Linked DNA regions of Mus musculus: region 2 is linked to region 1. The links are chromatin contacts, called in public HiChIP or PLAC-seq maps. All regions are on one chromosome and are shown on one strand. Each heading gives the region's core, a stretch centred on a gene start, on an enhancer-like site or on the middle of the called end of the contact. The rest is flanking DNA. Distances are from core to core; before and after follow the strand shown. Region 1 overlaps Tcf7l2 (transcription factor 7 like 2, T cell specific, HMG box). Region 2 has its middle 21 kb from the start of Gm31965.

The links. HiChIP or PLAC-seq counts read pairs in DNA pulled down with a chosen protein or histone mark.
Region 2: an H3K27ac HiChIP or PLAC-seq map of neural progenitor cells shows a contact between it and region 1, with 6 times the contacts expected there. The contact joins two enhancer-like sites. A contact is called at or near these places in 1 of 15 datasets of contacts at CTCF or cohesin (the NIH/3T3 cell line), 5 of 484 Hi-C or Micro-C datasets (brown adipocytes, embryonic fibroblasts, myocytes and 2 more) and 3 of 115 datasets of contacts at active chromatin or transcription factors (embryonic basal ganglia, embryonic stem cells and neural progenitor cells).

What each region holds. Positions count from the first base shown.
Region 1 is chr19:55,836,743-55,840,924 of GRCm38.p6, forward strand. All of the region lies in intron 5 of Tcf7l2 (transcription factor 7 like 2, T cell specific, HMG box), which reads left to right. Among named protein-coding and RNA genes, the nearest start is that of Gm31734, 96 kb to the left of the region's middle. Within about 2 kb of position 1,464, at least 125 of the 459 cell types and tissues checked have an H3K27ac peak or open chromatin away from gene starts, as enhancers often do. A contact at or near this core is called in brown adipocytes and neural progenitor cells, where this site is marked.
Region 2 is chr19:56,131,454-56,135,804 of GRCm38.p6, forward strand. No RefSeq gene overlaps it. Among named protein-coding and RNA genes, the nearest start is that of Gm31965, 21 kb to the right of the region's middle. Within about 2 kb of position 2,853, at least 44 of the 459 cell types and tissues checked have an H3K27ac peak or open chromatin away from gene starts, as enhancers often do. A contact at or near this core is called in brown adipocytes and neural progenitor cells, where this site is marked.

The DNA.
Region 1 (4,182 bases), core at 214-2,713:
GGGTGGAAAAGGTGGCTTTCTACGGTTGGTTTGGGTAAAGTCACCCAGGCAGCTCGGACTTCCTTTCTGTGGTGCTCCAGGGCAGTAGTAGCCCCAACCCCATCTGCAGGCTTCCTGGCCAGTTTGTGACAAAAAGCCGTGTCTCTGATTCAAATAATGAGGGGATCCAGGGAGGTAGGAGTCCCATTTTCAGGAATCTCATTTCCTGTGTGGAACTCATGCTTTTGGGCGTGTGTGTGTGTGTGTGTGTGTGTGTGTGTGTGTGTGTATAGCTGTCTGTCTGTGTGTGCCTGTATGTATACACCGGTGTGTTGTGTGTTCACTGTATGTGGCACAACTGTGTATGTACCTGTGTATGTATATGTACACCTGTGTCCTCACCTGCATGTTCACCTGGGTGTGTATGTGTGTGTGCCCACTGTGAGGCACAACTGTGTATGCACCTGTGTACCCATGTATGTGTATATACACCTGTGTGTGCAGCTGCGTGTGCACTTGTGTGTGTGTGCCCACTGTGTGGCACAATTGTGTGTGTATCTGTGTATGAATATATACACCTGTTTGTGTACACCTGTGTGTGTGTGTGTGTGTATGTGTGTGCCCAGGTGAGAGTACCTCTGTGCTCCTGAGTGTATGCACACTCCTGCACTTCTTCCCATTGGTAGCCTTGGGCCAATGGCAAAGAGTGTCTATGTGCAGAATGGCGGGGCTGCCTTTTTGATGCCTACGCTGCTTGCAGGAGTGAAAGCTGGTGATGTCACTCCTCAGAGAAGAAGCAGGCTCACTGTTGAGTAGGCTGTCATAAAGCAGGCCCCAAGTCCACAAAACCCACCCTTGTCAGTGCCCATATCTATTAAGGATGGTAGTGGGGGATCTTTGGGCTGTAGTTTCAGCAGTGCATCAGGCAGTGGCCTGGACTGGGAAGAAATAATGTTTTTGAGCCTAAAGTTTGGCTGTTTTGAAGACTCTCTGGATTTTGAAATGTTTTCCGCTTCCCAGACCTTGAGCCTGAGTTCATCGTTGGTCCCGACTTACCTATATCCAATTTAGAGGCTTTTTTTTTTTTTTTTTTTTTTTTTTTTTTTTTGAGAATCTGTTAAAAACACCCTGGCTTTCAAGGCTGGGCCACTTGTCTGGCCTTCTCCTCCCACCCACCCAACCACTCCCACCCGTTTTGACCAAACCATGCAAACACTGGTATTCAAAAATATTTTGTTACTTTTCTTGGCAAAGGATTCCAAGAAGGAATTGCAACACAGTCTCGGAGTTAGGAGGCAACTTTCTGGGGTAAAAGGCGGGGTGCAGGGGAGGGGAAGTTTGGGGTTTGAATCAAAAACAGACTCTGAAGCTTTAAAACAAGCGAAGCAGAGCCCTTTCAGCTCCCGAGCCTTCGGTAGTGTGGGTCAGGCTTTAACGTGCCCAGTGGAAACTGACAGTCTGAGAACTGGGGCATAAACAAAAATGTCGTCCCTGGGAGTCTTGTTCACTGGACAATGTCTCAATTGTTCCTTTGCTTTCCAAGGCAGCGGGGGAGAGTGGAATATTAACTGTTTACTGTCCGAGGCTGGCTAGGGAACTGCTTAGAGAGAGTAAGATGGAAAGATAGAACTGCATTAAAAACGAAAAGAGAAGAAACTATTAAAAATGCCAGTAAATGACATGTCAATTGTAGATTGTTTTATGTGCCATCCACCTCTGTCCCGGGCACTCTTTGGGGTTTATGTGTATGAGCCAAGCAATAGCTTGGCATTGTTTCTTAAATCTGCATGGTAGCTTTGCACAACATCAGCTTTCAGAGATTGCTGCCTGTAGGTACCTGCTGCAGTGGCTATGAGGGTGGGGTTTAGGGAAGGAAGTATGATTTGTGATAACAATTTAAATTTTAGCTTTCAGTTGGTTAAGTCTTGTTAGCCTTTGCTGTTCCTAAAAACTGATTCAGTGGACTTAATAACACTCCCCCACCCCCAGATCAAGTGGTTGGGATTTTCAAAAACAAAACTAAAGATTCAGGCTCCCTTGTAAAAATACACTTAGTGCTTAATAAAGGGAGAAAAGTAACTTTGTCTTGGAGGAGGTTGGAGGCACAAAGGGAGGCCAGCGTTCTATTCACACTTGAACTTAGTTGATTAGAGGAACAAACAGCCCAGCCTGCTGTATCGGCCTTTATCTGGGCAAAGTTCAAAACTCAACTGGTAATTATGTCTTAGAAGCTTTGAAAGGGCTGTTGTTTCCAAAGCAGAGACCAGACTTACTTCTTCAGGACCGAAAAGCGCTTGGGTTGTTTGTTAGATAAACTCATTTTAATAAATAGGGGTCAGGGGAGAGGTTGGCCATCTTGGAAGAGTTGGGCTCTGCCTGATAAAGGGCTGTCTTCTCTTGGGGGAACTGGAGGCTTTCTCTCTGTTTAACTTTTCCACAAGAATTTTGCAGGCAGCTAAAGTGAGCTTTGGCATCTGCTTCCTGTCAGACAGGAAGTCACTTCGTTCGCCAAAATTACAAGCTATGGCAGAACTCCCCGGCCACACCGAAGAGAGTATGTTTTTCCCAGAAGACTGTGTTTCTAGACGAGGAAGTGTTAATTGGTACACTGTGTGATCACGGAGCCCAAAATATACAGGAAGAGCTATGCCGGGAAGAGTCTGTCCCACAGTCAAGTCATTGCTCAGAGCGGTAGCTGCTCTGGCCCCCATGAGAATGTGTGGTCTGCCCCTGCGAGAGGATGAGGCAGTAGTTACCCTTGCAAAGCTGGAGTGCACAGACAACATCACCATTTATTTATGAGTCTGGAGTCTTAAGGTCGGCACCTCCATGGAAACCTCTTAGGGTCAAGATTTGGGGATGCGCTGTTAAACTTATGTTTACTATTATTATTATTATTATGTTATGATTCAGGAACTCAGTTCCCCATCCTGCCTTTGCCTGCACAATATCTCTGATCATGGCTTTTTACAGAAGGCAAGCCAGTGACTTTGGGTGAACAATTTCCTAATGCTGGATATAGTTGAAGTGCATGCATGTGTGCCTGTGTGCCTGTATGCCTGTGTGTGTGTGTGTGTGTGTGTGTGTGTGTGTGTGTGTAGGAAGGCCACTCTGGCCAACATTTAGTGTCTTCTTCAATAGCTACCTACCTTCTGTATTGACACAGATCTCTCAGTGAACCTGGAGCTAGTCTGAACTGGTCTAAACTGGCCAGTCAATGTGCTCCAGAGAGCTTTGCAGCTCTGCTTTTCCAGCAGTAGGATAATGGCCAGACTCTGCTTTTTTTTTGCATGGGTTCTGGGGGATTGAACTCATGTCCTCAAACTTGCGTGGCAAGTGCCTTATGAATTGAGCCATCTTTGCAGCTCTGGAGGATTATTACTTAAGGTCCATTCATAGGCTGTTCTCTCACGAGGCTGGGATGTAACATGATCTGAAGGGTCGTCTGTGTGGAGGCTTGGGCATCCTCCCCACCCCCACCCCAAAATGCGCAGTGGATAGACCATGTCTTACTTTTTGTATGTCCCCACTGCATTCTGCCAATCAGGTGGATTAGTGTCTACCAGGACTTGTCTAACTCCAGTCTGGTTTTCCTCTGCTTTCTAGGTACTAATGAGTGTATTTGTAAGTGTGTTGCTAGTATTAGCTAGAAAGGCCAGTCGTAAATATTTCACACACTCTTCCTTGGTCAAGACTTCGGAAGAGAGGGAAGGCCTTGTCACCCAGGAAATTTGCTCTTCCATTGAGATGAAAAGGCGGTGAATTAAGTGCCCGCTTTCTCTCTCTTTTTCCTTCTGACGGTTATTGATCTTCCCCTGGAACTGTACAGTTACATTCTGATCTTTCTCTTGACAAAGGGAATTCCCAGTTTGTTAGCTGGCATGCGTGCACAGTAGCTGCTTAGTAGTTAGAACTTGGCGGTGCACATCCTCTTGAGAGCCGTGATGTTTGCAGTCCCTTCTTGAGAGGTAGGGGATGTTTCTCAGAGAATCACTTTGGTGACTGAGAAGTGGAGAGAGCCTCAGAAGCAGGGGGGGCTGTCGCTGTTGTAGTGCCACATCTGTCTCTTGCTGCTGACAAAAGGTGACGTCCTTTGCTTACTAAACTTTTGCCAAGCAAGGAGGGGAGGGCACAGAGAGTACAAGTTTAGTTTCACCATGGCAGACAGGGTTTGGAAAATCAGTTCTATGAAACTGATGTTAC
Region 2 (4,351 bases), core at 1,603-4,102, 300 kb after region 1:
AGGACTCAGTCAGCATTGTTCTGTATCCTTGCTTTGGAGCGTGAGGCGAGCTAGGGGCAGCTGGAAGGAGCCTTCCCACCTCCCTGTATCTCTACGCCATCTCCCTCTCTCTTGTCAGCTTCTAGACTTCTCTGAAGTCCTATGTTTAAGCTAGAGTCCTGGAAAACTTGGTCATTACCAGTGCCTAATTACAGGATGATCAATTAACAGCAGGCCTTTAAAAACTAGGAAGCCAGTTTTGATAACGAACAGATTTGAAGGGACCAGATGACAAGGTCCTCTTCAACTAAGTCCCACCCACGCCAGCCGTGTCTTTGTTTGGATTTGGCATTCATTTTAGAAACTGTAAAACACAACATGCCAAATTGGTTGATTGGAAATAGTGCCGCTTCCCAGAGGCCAACAATCTGCTGTCTCACGCAAGAGGAGAGAAGTTGTTAGAGAAACCTGTGGGAAGAAATGGGGCCTCTGTGAGCTGGGGTGACACAGGTCCAGGGCACACCTTGGTGAAACACCTCAGCGTTCCATTCTCTGTTGTGTGTCCGTGAATTCACTCAAGTGCGTCTGCTTCTGCTTATTGTATAATTGCCTCTGCCTTTTAAAAGGGGGCGCATATATATATATATATATATATATATATATGTATATGTATTTAATCTGGGACATTGCCTTTTAAGCTGAAGTTATATAGAATATTCTCCCTTAAAGTGGAGATTGGCCATTTTAAGTAATCGAGTTAAATTTTCCTGAAGGGATAATGAATTGTTAAGGACTTTAAGAACTCAACAACATCCAATTTGCAAGTTAAAAGGGAGGAAAGGAAGGAAGGAGGGAGGGGAGGAAGATGGACGGACGGACAGACAGACAGACAGAAAGAAGGAAAGAAAGAAAAGGGAGGGAAAGAAGGGAGGGAAAAGGAAGGGAACAGAAAGAAGGGAAGCAGAGAGAGGAGAGGGGTTGCTTTGTGATTTTGAAGTCGGAGAAGCCCAGAAGAAACACTTAGCCTTTCCTTAAATAATAAATACTGTCTGCTAAGTTGTTGAACTTTAAATCCTATGATAAAGTGGTACTTGCAGAGGCTGTACACAATCAGAGTAAACAGTTTTGTTCCCATGGGATTTCTGCGTAAGAGATAGGAAAGATTGCCTTGGCAGAGCATTGTCTAATAACATACAGTAGCCACCTTCTTAGAGCACTGCAATTTTTAATTCTTGAATCACATTTTATGAAAATTGTTAGCGAGCAGGGTTCGACACGTATAGTCTCAACGCGAGCTGACTGTTCATTAAAAGACTTTACATCATAGAGAGCAGCTTAATGGGAATTGAAACAGCTCCTGTTTTTAAGGGGAGCACTAGCTAGTAGGAATGTCCCCCCTCCCCCATAAGCATTCAGAATTACCTTCTGGCTAAACAGTGAGTCGGGAGAAAAGGAAAAGAAAAAAGGGAAAAACAAAAACAAAAGAAAAAACAAAAGACGAGGACTTTCAGCCAAGACCCCATTGGCAGGTGAATAGGATTTGGAACAGCTCAGAATTTGAGCTTCTGGTGTTTTGTGAGCTACTTGGTCTGGTTTGCTTTATCCAGGAGTGCTTCTAGATTTTAAAGCATCCTTGCTTGTTGCAAAGATAAATAAATAAACATCCAGGCATTCAGGGAGAGTTTGACTTCACTTTCTCTTTTCCTCATTAGCGTCTGTTTGGATCTCCTCCTTGCCCCTTCGAAGCTTTTCTGCTGGAAGCTGATGCTTTTTAGAAGAGAAGGAAACGCAAAACAAACAGGAGTTTAGAAGCAAGCATCCTTGCACCTTGGGTTGGGTGGGGCTTCCTGTGAATGTATTTAGAAAGGAACACAAGTCTTTCTTAGCCAGCATTTATGAGGCCCTACCACTGGGGCCACTGGTAATGAGAAAGAGGCATGGCTTTGATTTACTATTGTCGTTTAAATAGATTTAAATCCACTGAAATGGTTTTGTTCCAATTCTTCTATCCATTTTTTCTCAGTTCACCGACTTCTCAAAAAAGCCTTTCCCAGTGTTCCTGACAGTTCCCTGCTCTGCAGAGGCGACTGGGTGAGAAAGTTTTGTGCTTTTTTTTTTTTTTTTTTTTTTTTTTCTTTGTCTTGCTTTTCCACTCCTGCAACCCTCTGAGGCCCCAGGGAAATCCTTAGTGTGCACTTGGCCAGTATGGACCGATATAAATAAAATACAAATCAAAGGCATCGTTTCGCTGGCTCCTTTAGGTTTCTAAGGCAGAAAAAAACGTTCTGATCACTGAAGCCATTTCAGGGCCCGAAATTAGAAAGTAATAAAAAATATCACACTCTCCCTGGTGGGCAGTGCATTTAATTGGCTCCCCAGCAGGGGTCCAGCTCTTGAGTCAGAAGTGCTTACTGTGTGGATCCCTGCTTTGGAAGGACTACATGCAAACACTACCAAACAAGTTTTTTTTTTTTTTTTTTTTTTTTTTAAATCAGCAAATGAAAACAGGAACACCAAAGGGAAATTCAGAGATGGCTGGAGAAGTGCTGTAGAGCGCAAAGGAAGAAAGATGCACGTATTCTGAATTTATTTAAAAATTACCTACATGGGATAAGAGGGTAACTTTATATGTTTAAGTCCTTTGGGATCCTCCCTATGACCCCATTTGGAATCTTTTAAACTCTAGCAACATGATGTTTTTACATAGAAAATCGACCACGTTCGAACACTTCTGGATGTTTGAGGTTTGCCTTTTAAAAGCTGATTTTTGGGTCACTCCTAGCCTAAGCAGGACACTCTTGACGCTAGAGGAGGGATCTGGACGCCCGGAAGGGTTAGGATGGTCCCCAGCTTCCAACGACTGCAGACCTTACAGCCTGGTGCTGTGCTGCCACCTTCTGTCCCAGCTACTGCGGCGAGAGGCAGCTCCGCTCTGAGCTGGTTCCTTGAGCTTTCAGTGAGGCAGGTTCCATGGATCCTGCCTGTTCCCAAAGCTGAAATGTCGGCTCCAGGCCTGGGGTTTGGCTTCTTGTAATGGCCGCTTTCAGAACAAATATTCAGCTTGCCTCCTTTCTCTGCCTCTTCCTTCCCGCCCCGTTCCAGATCTGGAAGTTTCCACAGGTAGGAGAAATGGAGATGAAAGGGAAAGAAAGGCAAGGCTTTTTTTGCTTCAAACGCTGCAGATGCCTGTCTATATCATTGAGCTGAGTGAGATGGAGGAGCAAGGAAGGGGCCTTGACAGGCAGGGCCAGATCTAGCGCCCCGGGAGAGGTATTCCCAGGAATGAGCCATTGGTTGAGATATTTAAAACTTAAGTGGACAAAACATTAGACCCTTCCCCACAGGGAACAAGGCTACAGTGGCTCTAGGGACCTAACCCTGGTGAGCACAAAGCCCTTCCCAACTCTACTTTTTTTTTTTTTTTTTTTTATGATTTCTCAATTGACTTCCCATTCTATAAAAAGTATTATGTTTCTGCTGAAAAAATCCAACGGCTCTGACATTCGGTCTGAGGTCAGGCTGGCTTCAACACAGTTTCATTTCTGTGGAGCATTAAAATGCCCCTGTATCTACTTTCTTTGAGCAAAGGGCAAGTGAATTCACATAATTAAACCTATAAATACATATTTTAGACAGGAGATTGGGGGGATCCTTCCTTGACTACCGGCCAAAGCATGATGCTCAGAGTACCTGGGACCTGCCAGGGGGTCCTTGGCAAACCCCCAGCCACTCCTGACCCACCAGTTTTAATTTGCTTGTCTCACTGGTCAGGGTGGCGGTATCCAATGTCCATTTTGAAGCTCAGGGCAAGACTGTGAGGCCGGAAGAGTTAACTTAGTTTGCCTTCCTTGCCACAGTTCCCTGGGTAGATTTTATGTTCTATACTAGATAGCAAAAGACAAAGAGAGCGGGGAAGAGGCGACATATGTCACCTTGCTTAGAGGATCTTCTCTGGGGTGGCTTGGTTCTGCTATGAAGCTGATCACAAGGTGCCCATTAATTGCCAGGAATTGAGTTTGGACCCAGTGGGGCAAAGTGGAATAAGCCCATTAGGAGAAATCTCTCCAGAACTTTGAACTGTTCTCAGGGAAAAGTTTAAAATCCCACACTCTTTAAGACATCACGTGACTTGGCCCCATCCTATGCCTGCCCTCGAGGCTCTGAGGCTCCTGAAGGCTGGGCCTCCTCTCCTATCCTTGGGAACTAAGTATTGTATTCTTCAGAGCCTGCCTGTGTGCTCAGCCCAAATCCACGGAGCCTCCTCCCCAGCCCTCTCACCTCATCAGCCTGTCTCCTCATCTTCCAGTTCCCAGCTAAGAAGTCACATGTAGAGGGAAGGCTTCCCAGAACTTTGAGCCTGGGTCAGGCCTCT